Linked DNA regions of Ovis aries: region 2 is linked to region 1. Evidence: chromatin contacts called from public Hi-C data. All regions are on one chromosome and are shown on one strand. The core of a region is the stretch at or near the end of the contact, and the rest is flanking DNA. Distances in the headings are between cores, read along the strand shown.

Region 1 (4,580 bases), core at 1,383-3,882:
TGAGTCAGCTCTTCACATCAGGTGGCCACAATATTGGAGCTTCTGCATCAGTCCTTCCAATGAATATTCAGGGTTTATTTCCTTTAGGATTAACTGGTTTGATCTCTTTGCAGTCTAAGGGACTCTCAAGAGTCTTCCCTAGCAGCACAATTAGAAAGCATCAAATTTTCAGCCTTCTTTATGGTTCAACTCTCACATCCATACATGACTGCTGGAAAAACCATAGCTTTGACTATACGGACCTTTGTCAACAAGGTGATGTCTCTGCTTTTTAATATGCTATCTAGTTTTGTCATAACTTTTCTTTCAAGGAGCAAGCATTTTTTAATTTCATGACTGTAGTCACCATCCACAGTGATTTCAGAGCCTAAGAAAATAAAATCTGCCGCTGTTCCCATTTTCCCCCATCTATTTGCCATGAAGTGATGGGACTGGATGCCATGATCTTAGTTTTCTGAATGTTCAGTTTTAAGCCAGCTTTTTCACTTTCCTCTTTCACCTTCATCAAGAGGCTCTTTAGTTCCTCTTCGCTTTCTGCCATTAGAGTGGTATCATCTGCATATCTGAGGTTACTGATATTTCTCCTGGCAATCTTGATTCCAACTTGTGATTCATTCAACCTGGCATTTCAGCATGATGTACACCACATAGATGTTAAATAAGCCAGGTGATAATATACAGCCTTGATGTACTTCTGTCCCAATTTTGAACCAATCCATTGTTCCATGTCCAGTTCTAACTATTGCTTCCTGACCTGCCTACAGGTTTCTCAGGAGGAAGATCAGTTGGTCTGGTATTCCCATCTCTTTAAGAATTTTCCACAGTTTGTTGTGATCCACATAGTTAAAGGCTTTAGCATAGTCAATGAAGCAGAAATAGATGTTTTTCTGGAATTCCCATGCTTTTTCTACGATCCAGTGGTTGTTGATCTCTGGTTCCTCTGCCTTTTCTAAATCTAGCTTGTACATCTGGAAGTTCTCGGTTCACTTACTGTTGAAGTCTAGCTTGAAGGATTTTGAGCATTACGTTGCTAGCATGTAAAATGAGCACAATTGTACAATAGGGAGAAATCACCTGGATTCTGTCTACATTTCAGAGGCTAGGAAGATAAATGAGATCCTAGGCATGAAGTTCAGAAATTTGTGTAATATAAAGCCGCAAAAGGAAGTTTGAGAGAAAACAGATTCCATAGGTAATATTTTTTGAGTTAACTCTCTTTATAATTACATAACATTTTAAAAGTTTTTTTTTTTTTTTTTTAGTTGTGGTTAAAAAAAACCAACACAAAAAAACTGCACAATATAAAATTTACCACCTTGGTAACAACATGAGAAAATTTTAAATATAGCCTTTACATTTGATGCCACAGCTGTCTCTTCATAGTTCAACTCAGTACAAAGGTTACTTCTTCAGTGAGGTCTCTCAATACAGAAGTAAAGTTGCTTTCCTACTCTTGGTCACTTTCTGTCTCATTACCTTAAAGCATTCTTCACTAACTGAAATATTTATGTTTATTAACTGTCTCCCCCTCCCCAGGGAAGGGCTTCCCAGGTGGCTCATGGTAAAGATTTCGCGGGTTCTAACCCTGGGTGGGGAAGATGCCCTGGAGAAGGAAATGGCAATCCACTCCAGTATTCTTGCCTGGGAAATTCCATGGACATAAGAGCCTGGAGGGCTACAGTCCATGTGGTCTCAAAGAGTCAGATGTGACTTAGTGACTAAACAACAACCTCCTCCCCGCTAAAACTGTAAATTCTACCGGAGTAGGGAACTGGTATGTCTACTCTTCTTCCATGCCTAGTTCTTTGCACACAGTATGTTCTAAGTATTTGTTTAAATACTTTCTGAGTAATAAGTATAGTGCCTTTTAATACCAAACAAGTTTCATATAGCTTATCTCATTTGATTATTACAACTCTGAGTAAAATCGGATTGTTGGCCCCACTATAAAGATACTCAAAAGAAAATGATAGAACTCTCCACCTCCATATACAGCAACACACAGAACAGAGACTATGGCTACGGTGATGCTATTCTAAGTGCCAAGAAGAAAATACAACTACTCGACTCCTTGGAACACTGAATCACCTTGTGTAGCTGTCTCGGGTTTTCCCCCAGTTTAAAAACGATTAAAAAAAAAAATTTTTTTTTTTTTTGGCCGTCCCGCAGGGCTTGCAGGATCTTTGTTCCATTCCCAAGGGTTGGAACCCGTGGCCCCTGCAGTGGAAGCGCGGAGTCCTCATCACTGGTAGGCCAGGGAATTCCCTTCCCCTGTTCTTTAAAAAAAAAACCAACCAGCTTTATTGAGGTATATAACCTTGTCTTGTTTTTAAAGTGCGCTCTTTTGTAATAATCTAATTCTCTAGTATGAGAATACTTTGGATCTCCATTACTACAGGCACCTGTAAGCATTCCTTCTTTTTCTTTTTTTCCCCTTACACTATGCAGTCGAACACGTGTGACCAGCGCCTCGGGAACTCGCTCTGCCTCCCACCCTAGCCCTGCCCACCGAAAGTCCCGCCCCTTCTTTTTCCGGAGCCCGGCCCCTCGGCTTCTTTCCGACCTGGCTCGGCGGATCTCGCCCTTCCTCCAACCCCTCTCTACATCTCGCGAGAAGTGAGAGCGCCTGGCCGGACGAGAGAAAAGTATCTGCTCCGCTGAGGGGGGAAAGAAGGAGCTGGAGATAGATTGTGGGACCGATCGCGGGCGGGCGGGAGGCGACGGAGCTACCAGAGGGTGAGTCCTGTTAACATTAACTAGTCCATGACCTGACGGGCGTCTCCCCGTCAACTCTGGTCAATCCCAGCGTCCCAGACCGGGGTCTCCCCTCCCAGTATGTGTTGGACGGGGGCGCTGAGGCGGTGGCCGGGCCCTGTCTGAGGAAGAGGGTGGGGCATGGGCTAAGGCCGACCAATAAGAGAGAAGGAAGCTACAATTGGCGGCGACGAGCACTAATGGGAGGTCATCTTTACCTTGCGGAGTGACGCCCCTCTTCTCTCCCTCCTCCCGCCTCCTTCCTTTGGGGGGGGAAGGCGGGGCCAGAGGCCTGAAGTGTGGGGAGAACTTGGGGTAAGTAGCCCCGGGGGGCACAGGGCGTGGCAAGGAGAGGGGAGTTGAATCCTGAGGGAATGGAAGTCTAGTGGAGCCTGGAATGGGGTGGAATGGGAGAAAGGGGAAGGGTACTAAACTGGTTGAAGACGCTGGACTTCTCCAAAGAGTGGGGTTAGAGGCTTGGCATTGGAAGAGTTAGTGGTAATAGGCAGGAGGTAGGGTTGAGTAGGTGAAAACATAGCATTTGGTTTTGCTGGGAAGATAGGGAGGAATAAGTGTAAGTGAGAGCGTGGCATTTCGATTGAATTATAAGAAAAACTATCAGGGACAAGATATCAGAGGAAAAGTATGGGCATGAAGAAAATTAAGTGAATGAGTTTAGGAAGATTTAATAGGGGTGGGTGTAGTGGCCAAAAGGCATCACTTTGGGTAGGGTATGGGGGAATCCAGAGGGGTAGGAGAGGTATTTGGTTGGGAGACGGTTGATAATGGACAGGTGTTTAGCTTAGGTATCAGAAGAAGTCTGAGAAGTGATTTTAGAGCTTTTGGTGAATATGGCATCCAGTCTGGTAACCAGCCTGCAAGAAAGCTAGGATAGTGGTAAAGAGAAAAACAGAACACTTTCATCACTTCTACTCTGATTTCCTTTCTCCGTCTCTTCCTCTTCCCGACTTCATCTGTTCCTCAGCTCAGGGATGGGGGCTTGGGACTTCAGTGGCCAAGTCAAAGCCCCATCGGGAGTTATATGTTGCTCTGAATTGCTTGTTATGTTCTCTGACTGGGGTGTTTACTGCCCAGGGCACCTCCTACCCAGATTCCCGCGTTGCTACTTTCCTGACTGTAAAGTTTGTTTTCTACTTACCAGAGGGTGTTTTAGTACCTCTGAGGGTTGTGTCATAGTAAGTGTAGTTTTGTGGGGGTATGCAGAGTTTTCTCCACAATCTCACTTGATTCCTATGTTTAAAAACTTTGCAGTAGTGTAATCAATTCTTGCAGAGACATCGGTTTTTTAGGTATTCTAAGCACAGAAAAATGTACTATACTGGTTTGTTTTGTTAATTGTTTCTTTCCCACTTGAGTTGCTAAATGGATGGTTGCAGTTAGTTTTAGCTAGCTTATGTGTGGTTTTTTTTTAAGTGGTGTAAATAAAATGGACACGTATTTCAGGAAAGTGAAAAATTTTCAGTTTCTTCTTTTGTGTCCAGATCAGAAAGCTAAAGATATGTCATAATATCTTGGGGGCAAGGGTTGGGGAAATCAAACACAATTTGTGCTTAAACATGGAGGATATAAGGTAAGTGGAGACTATTGCGAAATGTAACATGTCAGTAATAAAAGAAGCTAAAGAAAAGTCTGGCAGCTATACTAAGTAGTCTTACCAGTTCTTAATTCTGTACAAAAAAGGGACAAGTCTTTGCCCTTTGTTTGATATTTGTTTATTATTTAATAATGAGCTAGTATAGTCCATTAATAACTTCTTTGCTGTTGCATAAATTTGTCTTTTACATTCCTTTTCTTCTTTTACTTTT
Region 2 (4,580 bases), core at 744-3,243, 69 kb after region 1:
TCGCCCATCTTTAAATGCAACTTATTTCCCTAACGTGACTGTCTTTTGACCTGCGCATACCTTTTTCTCCTCACCTATGTATTGGTGCCCATACCTGCTTCTCTCTGTGCCTTCACCAGCCTGACTCCTCTTAGCCTACTAATCTTCTCTCTCATCTACTCTCTGAAGCCATTCTTTAAGGCCCAGCTCAAGTCCCACTTTTTGAAATCTTTCCTAATTGCTCTGCCATTAATTTGTCTTTATTTCTGTAACAGTTTTATTCTCTGCCATACACGGCAGATATCTTTTGTATACTGTAATACTCTCTATATAAATTAATTTTATTTCCTCAACTAAAAAGCATCCTCTTAGTTCTCTATGGCAAGAACCATATCTTCTTTTTGGCCCAAACTCCTATACTTCTGTCTCTCCCTCTCCCCCTCCCCTAAACGTACACACAGTTTATACATATAGCAGCAAAACACAGAAAGCATTCAATAAACACCTGTTGATTTCTCTGGAATCATCAGAGTAAGCTAAGGGTTTTTTTTATATACATTTTCTGGCTGTTTGTTCAAGAATGGAAAAAGTTTATATGAGCCTCAGGTCAGAGATCCAAAAGGCCCTCTTCTGCTGTAACCATGCCCTTAGCTGCCCTGTCCTGTTCCACTTGAGTTGTGATTTTTTATGTGCCCTTACTGAAGTACTCTTTAAGCATAAGGGAATATTACCTCCACTCACCCGGGGATGGAGGGAAAGTGGCTTTATCGTTGGCCAACCAAAGCTGCCAGAGAACCTTTTAAAACTATTTTGGGAGGTTAGTGGTAAGTTTTCCAAACACTCTAATTCAGAAGAGGTTTTGTTTAAATTAAAAAAAAAAAAGTTACGTTGTTTCCATGGAAAATCCCACTGGACTATTCCCAATTGATCATGCTAGGAAGAGTGATTTTAGCCCCAGGTCTCACTCCTTAAAATATTGTTTAAATATCATTCTATCCCTATCATTCGGTTTAGTGGTTTAGAATATGAAATGAATCCCCGGGGTGATTAGCACCGCAAGGAAAACCATCATAATCGAGTTAGGACCAGAGAACAAGAATCAACTGACCTAAAAGAGAAAAGGGGCTTTCCAGGTGGCACTAGTGGTAAAGAGCCCACCTGTCATTGCAGGGGACATAAGAGATACGGGTTCAATCCCGTATTCAGGAAGATTCTCTAGAGAAGGGCATGGCAACCCACTTCAGTATTCTTGCCTGGAGAATCCCATGGACAGAGGAGCCTGGCGGGCTATAGTCCATAGGATCACAAAGAATCAGACACGACCGAAGCAACCTAGCATGCAAGAGAGGAAAACTAGAAAAACAGGATGGGGAGAGAGAAGCTCAAATCTAAAATTCAAGTCACTTGAAAACTTCCCGTGGGTTACCCAGAGCCTTCCTCTTCCCAAGGGCAGAGGCAGTGTACTGAGGAAAGATTTGTGCAGCCTCTGAGAGGATATTTTGGCTGGCAAATCTAAATCCAAATATCCTGGTTTCCGGAATTTGCTCTCCGTGCAGATCCCACGTGCATGGTCCCAGGTCTCCATGCAGTGAGGTCTATTGTTTGCAGTTTCCTTTTCTAGCTCACGATCTTGCTGTCTTGTTCCCCAGCCCCTAGATGTGCCTGGCATGCCTTCAAGAAGGTAGCAGACTCTTACCTTAGTGACAACTGAAAAACAAGGCCCCATTTCTTACTTGGTAGCTTTAGCAAGTAGACTCAGCCATCTGATCCTCAGTCTCTTCTCATCAGATTTTAGTGTCCATCTGCTTACACCTACTCACTTCAGACCTAGCAGAGAATAAGTATAAAGAGAAAATGTCTCTTAACCGTACTTGATTTTCCAACCTAAAAGTTTCACAGACTTCACCTTGGTGGGCAGTTTTGTTTTGTTTTGGGGGTGAGGGAGCTGAAACCAGCCTCTGAGAGAAAGGTGGTTACATAGATAGTCACACAACGAAACATTGTTTTGTCGTCCCTCTGCTGGCCTTGAGGCAACACAGCACAGACACCCTCTGGTGGCCTAACACCAATCTTTACTGACTAGTGCTCCATAAAAGCAAAATTTGCCTAAACACAGAGATTCTTTCCAAACAGAAGAATAAAAATGTGTTCTTGATGTGCTCTCTAGTTTTAATTTCAGATCAAAGCTAAAATAAACGTTCCTTTTCTTTTCATGTCTACAGATCAAACTCCTACTCCAACTCGATTCCTGAAGAACTGTGAAGAGGTGGGACTCTTCAATGAACTAGCTAGCTCCTTTGAACATGAATTCAAAAAGGCTGCAGATGAAGATGAAAAAAAGGCAAGAGGCGGGACTTTTGCTTAAAAAACTGGTGGTGTGCAGATCTAGGCAACTTGCACTGTGCTCTGGGATAATTTGCATAATTGGTTAAAACAACAAATTATGGGCTTGGTTCTATAGAACCAGATAATACTCACTTATCCTTGTTAGCTATTCAAGTCTTTAGGGGGTCCAGGTGATGGATAAGCACAAGTGTTGGGTCTTCATCAAAAACCAGTTTTCTTGCCCTTCTAGTGGACATTGTTCAGTAATCTATTTTTTAAATTATTTTTGTTCTGAATATGTTACTCAAATTTTGTTATACAATGGGTTTTGTTTCCAAATCCCACTCTTTTCTGCGCTAATCAGACTTCTTACCTGGATTGTTTTATTCAGTCAGCCAATCAGTATACATTTACTGAATTTTGACTCTTCTTTGTTTCAGTGTATGTAACTCCTACCTCCAAGTAACTCTGTAGTAATAGTCAAGACATTAAGCTTAAGAAAGGATGTTCTTAAAGGCCTTTCAAAGGCGATCAGACAGGATAGTGAAAGAACCAGAAATTAGGTCACTTTGGGAACATTTAAAGAAACTGCTATTTTTTATTTTTATTTTTTTCCCTGCATACACATGTATATATTTTTTATCGCATAGAAAGGATCATACTTGTCTCCTGTTTTATTTTCTTATTTTGATTTGGCCACACCCAATGGCATTGCAGGGAGAAGGCAATGGCAACCCACTTCAGTACTCTCGCCTGGAAAATCCCATGGTGGGCTGCAGTCCATGAGGTCACTAGGAGTCATGACTGAGCAACTTCACTTTAACTTTCCACTTTCATGCATTGGAGAAGGAAATAGCAACCCACTCCAGTGTTCTTGCCTGGAGAATCCCAGGGACGGGGAGCCTGGTAGGCTGCCATCTGTGGGGTTGCACAGAGTCAGACACGACTGAAGTCACTTAGCAGCAGCGGCAGCAGTGGCATTGGGATCTTAGTTCACCAACCAGGGATCAAACCCGTGCCCCCTGCAGTGGGAACATGGAGTCTTAACCATTGAACCACCAGGGAAGTGTGAAAAGAAATCTTATTGGAACAAAATTGCAGTCTTCAAATAGTTGAAGAGTTTTGTGTAAGAGAGGAGTTAAACTTACTCTCTGTGGCCCAGAAGTAGAAATAGGACCAGGATAGGAAGCTATCACAAGGTATGTCCAATTATATGGAGGTCTCTTAGGATAGATATTGTGGAGAGGATTAAACTATTGGAATCACTTCAGATTCTGAGATGCTGTGATCCTGATTTTAACCTTTATATTCAAGATCCCTAGAGAATCCTTTAATTTGAAAGATCAGAGGAAATAGTTCAAGAAGCAGAGTCAAAGAAAAGTAGTTCCCATGGAATAAGGGGTTTGGGGGCAAAAGAAAAAGTCAAAGTTTACTCTATTTTAGAATTATAATTCTGGGTTATTAGTCACTACTTAAAATCAGATATGTGTTCCATAATAATTCAGAAAAAAATCTAATATCTCTATTTCAGAACATATACACATTAACACGTGTACCTCCCATAATTGCATGGTGCAGTGAGGCGTGGAATTCCATCAGAATATAGGAAAGCCAAGACTTAAGAAAAAATTTCCAGGGAGGACTCTTTCCCTCTAAGAGGGAGATAGCAGTGAGAGAGCTTATTCTTAGGTAGGTTGATAAGGAGGCCAGGGCCCTAGAGGAAAGCTCTGAGTTGTTAAGGCAACAATCTGCTTCTACTGAGACCAGCTTTCTTTAAGTCCAGAGCTAAGGATTATACAACAAAACAGCATATCTTGCTCAATGGTATGTTTTTCCTTAAGCTCTGTATATAGTATATAATTATTATATAACAACAAAGTATCTTTCTTGGAGACATGTTTCTCATTAACAGAAACCTGACTAATCCTATTATTTTAAGATTATGTTGTGGGAGTGGGTCTGATAAGACCTTTACAACCTTAAGATACTCTTTTGATCTATTGTTGGTACCAGTTGAAAAAGTATATAAGTTCAGTTCAGTCGCTCAGTTGTGTGCGACTCTTTGCGACCCCATGAACCATAGCACGCCAGGCCTCCCTGTCCATCACCAACTCCCGGAGTTCACTCAGACTCACGTCCATCAAGTCAGTGATGCCATCCAGCCATCTCATCCTCTGTCATCCCCTTAAAGCCCCACCCAAACTAGTGATTGGGGCACTCATTGCCCACTTCTGATGTCTATGTCAGAAGCTGTCTCTTTTCACTGTAATAAAACT

What was found. Hi-C and Micro-C count contacts between places; a contact is called where the count stands out from the background.
Region 2: a contact with region 1 is called in a Hi-C map of hypothalamus, with 2.1 times the contacts expected there. The contact joins the enhancer-like site here to the promoter of LOC101123619 in region 1. A contact is called at or near these places in 3 of 16 Hi-C or Micro-C datasets (hypothalamus, omental adipose tissue and skin fibroblasts).

What each region holds. Positions count from the first base shown.
Region 1 is chr3:132,902,078-132,906,657 of ARS-UI_Ramb_v3.0, forward strand. LOC101123619 (cyclic AMP-dependent transcription factor ATF-7) reads left to right here and starts at 2,633. Exons shown (of 11, transcript XM_060412536.1): 1 at 2,633-3,069.
Region 2 is chr3:132,971,423-132,976,002 of ARS-UI_Ramb_v3.0, forward strand. LOC101123619 (cyclic AMP-dependent transcription factor ATF-7) reads left to right here. Exons shown (of 11, transcript XM_060412536.1): 3 at 2,202-2,320. Among named protein-coding and RNA genes, the nearest start is that of NPFF, 22 kb to the right of the region's middle. Within about 2 kb of position 1,994, at least 10 of the 54 cell types and tissues checked have an H3K27ac peak or open chromatin away from gene starts, as enhancers often do. A contact at or near this core is called in hypothalamus, where this site is marked.